2 separate regions of the Danio rerio genome follow, and region 1 is linked to region 2. The links are chromatin contacts, called in public HiCAR-type maps. All regions are on one chromosome and are shown on one strand. Each heading gives the region's core, a stretch centred on a gene start, on an enhancer-like site or on the middle of the called end of the contact. The rest is flanking DNA. Distances are from core to core; before and after follow the strand shown. Region 1 holds the start of nfatc3a (nuclear factor of activated T cells 3a). Region 2 overlaps nfatc3a (nuclear factor of activated T cells 3a).

Evidence for each region. HiCAR-type assays count read pairs that join an accessible place to other places.
Region 1: a HiCAR-type map of caudal fin shows a contact between it and region 2, with 7 times the contacts expected there. The contact joins the promoter of nfatc3a here to the enhancer-like site in region 2. A contact is called at or near these places in 8 of 18 Hi-C or Micro-C datasets (caudal fin, embryo, hematopoietic stem cells and 1 more) and 3 of 4 datasets of contacts at active chromatin or transcription factors (caudal fin, embryo and pancreas).

The regions. Positions count from the first base shown.
Region 1 is chr7:35,034,166-35,038,971 of GRCz12tu, reverse strand. It overlaps nfatc3a (nuclear factor of activated T cells 3a), which reads left to right and starts at 3,533. Exons shown (of 10, transcript XM_685181.11): 1 at 3,533-3,930. The coding sequence starts at 3,840.
Region 2 is chr7:34,939,532-34,943,888 of GRCz12tu, reverse strand. The region is part of intron 9 of nfatc3a (nuclear factor of activated T cells 3a); the gene reads left to right. Among named protein-coding and RNA genes, the nearest start is that of esrp2, 37 kb to the right of the region's middle. Within about 2 kb of position 2,343, at least 9 of the 62 cell types and tissues checked have an H3K27ac peak or open chromatin away from gene starts, as enhancers often do. A contact at or near this core is called in caudal fin, where this site is marked.

The DNA of each region.
Region 1 (4,806 bases), core at 2,284-4,783, 94 kb before region 2:
TAACTAAACTATTGTGATCTTTGTTAACGATTAATCAGATACAACAAAATATGTCTACCTGGAATAGGAGATTATTAAACTAAACTTTTTTCAGAAAATTTAAATGTTTGTGTATATTTATTTTTACTTGGTCTATAAAAAAATCTGTATGTGCAAAATTATTAAAAAAAAAATATTTAGTTTACATTTTTGTAAGTGCTACTTGTTCTTACAGCAGGTTCACACTTGTTGACATTATTTATAAATTATATTTTCCACTGGAGAATTTGTGCACATAAATGAAACAAATCAGAATGTATATATATTTATATATATTATTTATTTATTTATTTTTTTTTCAGTCTTTTTGTTTATCCCATGAATATCACTTTGAAACAGTGCGTGTTACATCTAACAAACATTACCAAAACAACAATCCTCGAAAAGAAAACTAGTTTTGAACCGGATTTGTGTGAGAGTAAAAAAATCTTTCTTTCTTTTTAACAGTCTTTACGAGAACACAGTATCAAAAACCACATCGTCCCCCTCCTACACAATCCACGGATACCGTGTTCTCTATCTTCCTCCCACAAAGGTCATCAGCGACGAACAGAAACACAGGTATTCTGAATAGTAAACAATGAGTTTGGCAGGATCATTTCAACAATGTGAAAATGTGTTCGAGCCATTACCCTTTATAATACCATAATTTGATGCTTGTGCCTCTTTGTATGCATCTCAGATATTTGAACAATGAAATGATTCAGTCAGATGATTCATGATTACGCAGCATTATTCATTCTCTTATGTGATCATAAAACAATGATATTTGGTTCCTTTTATTGTTCTGTTTTCTGTATTGTCATGCATTGCAGGCAATTTATAAAGATGTGTGGGTATTGTTTATAAGTATTTTTGTTGCATAAAGAATTTAGCATATATATATATATATATATATATATATATATATATATATATATATATATATATATATATATATATATATATATATATATATATGTAATGCATAATCTGGTTAATTTATTTTTTTTATGTGCTACCTGAGACCAGGTTATGAGTAAAGTTGCTCTGCAAATGATTGCATAAGAAAAAAAAAACTGTTCATAGCTGTTATCAAACTCTGTCTTTGTTTAGAGTGTTCAGCGAGCTTTAGTGTGTTTAAAAGCATAGATTAGTTGACATCTAAGTAAATAAAGACCACAGGAAATGTGATTCTGGCGTTTTTACGCCCACGTTCGTTAAAAGAAAACATTGTTGTGAGGTGGTGTGAATTGCCTGAGTTGCTGATATAAAGTTGCATGATCCACATATATATTTTTTTACTTTTCTCTGGTATTGTCTGATATTGGGTTTTACTGTTAAACCCGTACCTCAGCATCTTGCTGACTAGTGAAGAAAGGAAACATATAAGTCATGAAGGAAATAAATGATCATAGAGGTGTATATTTATATCAGACAAGAAAACTGAGGATACGTAAAAAGATTTATATTTAGACTGTGGTGTCTTTTTCTCAAGAATGCTCTTCCTGAATGAACTTTAACAACATCACCAAGTCACTTTAGTGCAGGTTTTTTTTTCTTTCTTTTTTATGGCTGCCCATGTGTTATGGACCTCCATTCTATAATCTAAAAGCTTGCATAAACTGAATGACTGAATAAAGAAACAATTCTGCAAAGAAACAAATATTATCAATGGGACTAAATAAGAATATTATTTGAAAAACTATTTAGTTAAATAAGTTCATTTTATTATTGTAGTACTGAATTTTGTAATTAGCTATATATAATTTGATAAAGAATATTATTCATTTTATGTCAATTCATACTAAAGATGGTTTATTATTTAATTATTTTATACTGTGTTAGCATGCTTACATGTTTGTTAATTTAATCTAAAATTAACTTCAATATTATAAATATAAGGGGCGTCAAGGTGGCGCAGTGGGTAGTACAATCGCCTAACAGCAACTCACAGCAGGTCACTGGTCCGATCCTCGGCTGGGTCAGTTGACATTTCTATGTGGAGTTTGCATGTTCTCCCTGTGTTCACGTGGGTTTCCACCACAAGTTCAAAGACAAGCGGTATAAGTGAATTGGGTAAGCTAAATTGCCCATGATGTATGTGCGTAAATAAGTGTAATGGATGTTTCCCAGTGAAGGGTTACAGCTGGAAGGGCATCCACTGCGTAAAACATATGCTGGATGAGTTGGCGGTTCATTCTGCTGTGGCAACCCCAGATTAATAAAGGGACTAAGCCCAAAACAAAATGAATGAATGATTATAAATATATATTTATTACCCTATGTATATAGGTAACTATTCTGAGTGTTACCAAGTATCCTACACTCTCAGAATTAAAGGTTTGTGAGCTGTCTCTGGTGTGGTACCTTTTCAAAAGGTACAAACTTGTACCTAAAAGGTCCATATGAATACCTCAAAGGTACATATTAGTACCTAAAAAGTTTCCTCTTAAAATTTTAGGTACTAATAAATACTTTTAAGGTACCAATATGAACCCTTTAAGTACAAAAGTGTGCTTTTTGAAAATGACAGCTCGTATACCTTTATTTCTGAGAGTGTAGAGTCCCCCTGAACTGTTTATGGCCCCTAGGTGTCCCAAGATCATTGATTGACACCCCCTGCTTTAGAGCACTTCAATGATTCATCATAGGTTAATGAGCTAAACAAGCACTGCACATGGTTGAGTAATTTGATGAAGAAATATTATTATTAGTATTTTAACTCTGTTTCTTGTGCTATACTTCGTGGAACAACGATTATGTATTCAATTAGAGAGTGTGTTTTCATGCTAGAGAAATGTGCACAAAAATACATGTTTGGGTGAGTGTGATGACGAATTAAAGAAAGTTCAGTATGTTTACTTCAAAGCATTTAACCCTAACTAACCTCATGAGTAAATGGCCAGACACTCAAGCTTTCAGTGAGGCACACAATGTTGATGTACTATTATTTTATTTAACAGTTCATGCGGACTGCTACTGTCATTAAGCAAATAGATACACATTAATATTGTAATGCTAATAATGAAACATAATCTATAAAATTGATGAATGCAAAGCTGTTTATTTCTGTATTTATTAATCTACTTACCATATGGAACAAATGACCCCACAATGTAACGTGTAGTAATAAATAGATACAAAATAAGTTATTTTAATGATCCAATTTAAATTAGTTAAATTAGTTTACTTTAATATTTAAATAAATGTCCAATGCATAATTTATAGCATTATTAATAGCATAGTAAACTACACCGAAACACGTGCTTTCGAAAGCGCACGACTGATTCAACTGTAGTTCTGTCTTCACAGAAACTACAACACCCATAAACCCACTGCGCTTCTGTGTGTGTATGTGTGCATCTGTGTGTGTGTGCGCGCGCGCGAGTGACTGAGTGCGTGTGTGTGCGCGCGCGCGCGCTTGTGTTGTCTGCCGACTTGGCTGACGTCACCGCTGGAACTGCCCTGTCACGCGCTGTTAGTAAAAGTTGGGATAGGAGCTAGAGACGGAGAGCAGCAGCGAAATTACGGACGAACTCGATCAACGGTCGCGCTGACGCACAACCCTCACCCCCCCTTCACGCCACGGGCTAAAAAAAAAAAAAGTTCCGACCGTCGCTGCGAGTTCGCTGAATCCCTGCAGAAGGTCGAGCAGTTTGGATTATTCTGAGGGACAAGCAATAATATTTTCTGCTCGGACTTAGAGAAGTACAGCACGGAGGAAAAGTTTAAAAGTTTTGCCTTCATTATTAGTCAATGTAGTGAGTTTATTAAAGAGTCGGTGTACATAGACGGGTGAGCCCGAGCTGTCAAACCCGATGACTACTGCAAACTGCCCCGGGAATGAAGAGCTGGACTTCAGACTGATCTTCGGGGAGGACGGGCAGCAGCCGCCGCTAGGCCCCGCAGGTCAGTGCCTCTACTTCGGGATACTCTCGCACAGTCTGTCGGTATAGATTAACTCATGAATCTTTCATGGATCGCAAAGGCGAAACACGTTATTAAAAGCAGCAGCAGCGCGCGCCGCTGAAACCACCTCGCTCGCCGGCTTCTCTTCATACCAGCAGCTGCAGTTTTGTTTAGTTTTTGTGCGGTTGTAAATTCAGCCAATGAAAACGAGAAGGGGCAAGTTTAGGCGGCCGAGTCAACTAATGTCTAACCAAGAAGCACCTGGACACCCTGTCCTGAAGACGGTCATAGCGGCTCCAAACCTTGTTAGCTGCCTGCCTTGACAGCCTTTTTGAGCAACATTGGCGCCTTTAAGTGGTTTGAGACAGATCCACCATCAGTCTGACAGCTGCTGCACAGTCGAATGCTATAAAAGTTTCTGTTATCACTCGCCCCTGCCTTCAACTTGAGCACATGGAAAAAGTTTCAAACCAAAAGTTTCCACTAATACTAAACTCAACACTGTTTCGTTTCTCCATTTATTATTTGCGGCGGTACACAGACAGTAGTTACTGTAGCTCTGTCACTTTGCAAGTTACACAGATATAATATCAAATGTATGAATATTCAAATGAGGGAGGTCTTTTCTTAATAGTAGTTTTCACCTGCCCATTTTGGGGTAAATATTATCTAGTAAGAATAAATAGATTTGTTGTGTAGACGTTTATAATTAGTCTATTATTTTTAAAATATACATTACAATGCTATAATTAATTATTGTAAGCATTAAACCTCTCTGCAGAAGTGTTCTTGTCTATGCCATTTACCTCAGCTATGCTTAACTATTTAATTAACTGTTATTACAGCCACAATACAAGCTTTCTGCTGCATAGTAAA
Region 2 (4,357 bases), core at 1,094-3,593:
TATGTAATAGGCAGATATGGCTGTATGAAGAGAGGATTATGAGTAGGGCAGAATGTCATTCCTACCGGTAAATGTGCGTTTCATGTCAAATACGAAAGTGAAAGTATGCTCACTAATTTCGAGAGCTGTTTATGGGTTAGGAAAATTGAAGTCTTGGTTTATCTATTATGTCTCTCCATAATGTAAAGCCTGTAATGCATAACTCTAGCCGAGGGCTATGTATGAGAAAGTCTTACCTCTGATTTATATTTGGTGACGAAGTCTGTTGGTGTCAACATTCAAAATTAAAGCGCAGCTTTTGGCTTAAAATGTCTTATTGCTGATCGTCATGAATTAAAGGATGCATGACAGCTTAGTAGGAATCTGAAAAATAAACCATGAAACTCTGACCAATATGAGGAGAGTTTACTTGCACGTGACTTGTTTTAGCTCTTTTGGTCCCTTTAGAAACTTTGCAGTGTGAAAGCGAACAGCACCAAGAACAAAGAGCAGTGTTATAACAATTTGAATACCTGTTTCGTAACAAACCAATTGATCAACAGGTGTGAAAGCACCCCTATATTTTATGCATATGCACTCCCCTACAGAATCATCCCAATTTAAATGATAAATTCTTTCCAAATAGTTGTTCAACACATCTGGTGAAATTGCATTCATATCGCAATATATATCGCAGAATAAAAAAAATATTGCAATGTTAGATTTTTCCAATATCGTGCAGCCCTATTATCAATGAACTTTACAGTAATTGAACTAAACTGAATCAACACTGAATTGACTGTAACTGAGAAATGACACTGTTGTCCTGTTACAGCCGTCTTTCTGCAGAAGATAGATTTGCCCCATTTTTGAAAAACACATCATTACTTTTCCTGTTTATTACTGAGAAGCTGCTTTGAAACAACCTTCATGATATGAACCATGCCTAAAATATTGATTTAAATTCGTTTTTTTTTTTTTTTTTTCTGGAAAGTAAGAGTGGTTTTTGCTTGCTGAGATCAAATCACACCAGGTAAAATTTTGAACAAATTCATTAGTGGTTTTCAAAACTAATTTATTTATTTATTTATTTGCCTAAAAATACCTATTCATGTTTACCCAGTGTTAATCACCTCAGATGACACTTTGCAAATTGCGGTATAAAGTGTGCAGGAGGCGTCAGCGTTTACAATTACTCTGTATTTTGTTAGTTGTATCAGTCATCTACGGTGTGTGTGAACTTCTGCAGTGCAGGTTCATGTGTGTGTGTGTGTGTGTATGTGTGTGAGATTGTTGGACTGTTTGTGCGGCGTAAGCGGCAGAGTGGGTTTTAAAGCAGAACTCACAATCAGCCCAGAGCAGGTCTGCATGTGTGAAGAGTGTTCATGCAAGAGGAAGAGCCGCCTACGCCAACAGGATGATCTGTGACAGCGGCTGGGCATTTCAAACATCACACACACTCACACACGCGCGCGCAGAACATGCAACTTCTGCACACAAAACCATCACAAATAATAACATCACCCACATAAGAATTGTACCAAAGCAACTCTACACTTTGAACAGACTAAATAACAATACATGTGCACAAAGCGAGGAAAAATGTCAACTTGATGAACGTAAATAATTTTATAAAAGACCCTGTGCACAAGTAACAAAAGATAGAATCTTCAGCAACCACAAATTACTAAAATACTTGTGCAATTCCTAAATACATAAAGCATGACGCTCAAACTGAATGACATGAGTGCTATAGTTAGGTCTGGTGACATTTAGATGTTTTTAAACAGCCAAAAGCCGTGCGTAAAACATCACAAACGTCAGTTGTTTTACGTGCACAATGCGACTGCACAGTTGCTTTAAATATTGGCCATACAGAAGGCCTGTTATAGGCGACGCTCACATTATTTTGATTTACTGAACGGATCAGCACAGTCCTTTATATGGTCCTCTGACACTTTTTTTTAAAACACCCTCTGCCATATTTCACATCTGAACACACATATTCTTTCATTTACCTTTAATGTTATTTTTAGCGCCAAGTCCAGCTCTCTGGCTTTTGATGTCTTGTTAGGAAATGACTGTTTATGCCGTTATATACGTCTGCTGAAGCTTAGCTCTAATCCTGTGTAGGGAATTGAGCGGCATATTTGTTCACTCTGACTGAGCTCACCTTTTTTTAGTTGCGTCGGAAAATGTGGTGAAAGCTGGTCCATCCCAGTCAGTCATGGGCTGTCTGGATGAGGAATGCAGGGATTATTAAGCGCCTGCAGAGGCAGGTATACTCGTATGAATGATACCTGCGGCCCCTTCAACAGTCAAACCTGTTTCTCTGCTCCTCAGCTTTTCCCTCAGATTTGTCATCGCCTGTTATAGATGTGGGCTTTTTCACTCCGATGACAAGCCTGGAAATCGGGTGATTGAATGCTGTGGTGAGCGTTTCAAAAAGCTGCCATCTATCCTGAGGAACGATTCTTTTTTCCACAAAGCGAGGAGCCGTCTTTGCCCTAGTTCTTCTGTGTTGGTTTTTATAGGATGAACCTTTGCATTATGATTGTTGACTGATTTTGCATCAATTTTGTAGTGCTTGCCATAGCGTTCTACTATTCAGTAGAGCGTGGGGAGAATCAGACGCATTTTTACAGCATTAATCAGAAGACTGCAGAGATGACCTGTTGAAAAACTTTGGCTGCTTGCTGAAAGGCATAGTTCACCCAAATCTTTTACTCACCCTGCACTTGTTCCAAACCTGTTTGAGTTTCTTACGTCTGTTGAAAACAACAGAAGCAGTGTTGGGTGTAATTACTTACAAAGTAACTGGTTACTGCAATTAAATTAATTTTCTTTTTCTAAAAAAAAAAAATTAAAGGATGGGATTACTTTTCATTAAGGTCATTTAATTACAGTGTTTACTTATAATGTACTTCCTTTAAATACTGAACATCATTTCAACAGTTTAATTAAGCAAGTTTAAGTAATTTTTTTGTTATACAAATATATTTGGCAAGATAACAAAAAAAATTAACTAAAGAACATTTATCATGACATTTGCACATACTTCAAAAAATAATTCTTTATATACAGTTACAGTTTATAAATTACTTTAATATATATACAGTTAAAATCAGGATTATTAACCCCCCTTTGAATTTTTTTTCTTTTTTTAATATTTGCCAAATGATGTTTAAGAGAGACAGAGAGAGATTATGAAAATTTTATTGATAAAAATAATATTGATAAATATATTGAGTATGATATATAATTATTATATAGGGTAGCCTGGTGGCGCAGTGAGTAGCACAATCGCCTCACAGCAAGAAGGTCACCGGTTCGAGCCTTGGCTAGGTCAGTTGGCATTTTATGTTCTCCCCGTGATTGCGTTGGTTTCCTCCGGTGCTCCGGTTACCCCCACAAGTCCAAAGAGAAGTGGGACAGGTGACATGGATAAGCTAAATTGTCAGTAGTGTATGTGAGTGAATAAGTGTGTATGGATGTTTCCCAGTGATGGCTTGCAGCTGGAAAGACATCTGCTGCTTAAAACATAAGCTGGATAAGCTGGTGGTTCATTCTGCTGTGGTGACCCCAGATTAATAAAGGGACTAAGCTGAAAAAAAAATGAAGAAATGAGTTAATGAATGAATTATGATATAATTATAAATATATATTATAATGAATTTATTTCACATTATCTCTAACAAAGAATGTTAGAGCTGCACTTGCAATAAGACATTTGCTTTTATTAATTGTAACTGTTTTGGATTGATTCATGCAATGTTTACAATTAGTTACACGTGTTAATCTTTAAAAAAATCTGATTAAAAGGTTTTGTTTGGCTCAAATGTAAAGTATTAAAACAGTTTAATTCCCATTGTGTATGCATACACTGTAAAACATGCTGGGTTCCACACAATTTCTTCATGTTGTCCCAACACAAATAGATTAAGTTACATTTTTATTTTTAATTAACTTTACTAATTTTTACTAATTTAAGTTAATTGAACATAAAACAATTATGTTGAGCCCACAAAACACTTTAAGAGTTGCAATGTTTTAACTCATTTTAAATAAGTAGTGTAAACAAGCAGCAAAGTGAGTGTATAGAAGATTAAAAAAAAATGTAAATAGTACTAAGTCAAGTATTTCAATTACTTGGTAATTAAGTTACATTTTAGACAAAAGTATTTAGAAAAGTATTTTTAATTATGTAATTATTAATTCTTTACTTTTTTTAGTTATCTTACCCAACACTTAATTGGAGATATGCTGAAAACATTTCCATACTATTTATTTTTATATCCTACTATACATTTCAATGACTACTGTTTTTTTTTTTTTTTTTTTTTTTTGTCATTGAACCTTTTTTATTTTAAACTTATAT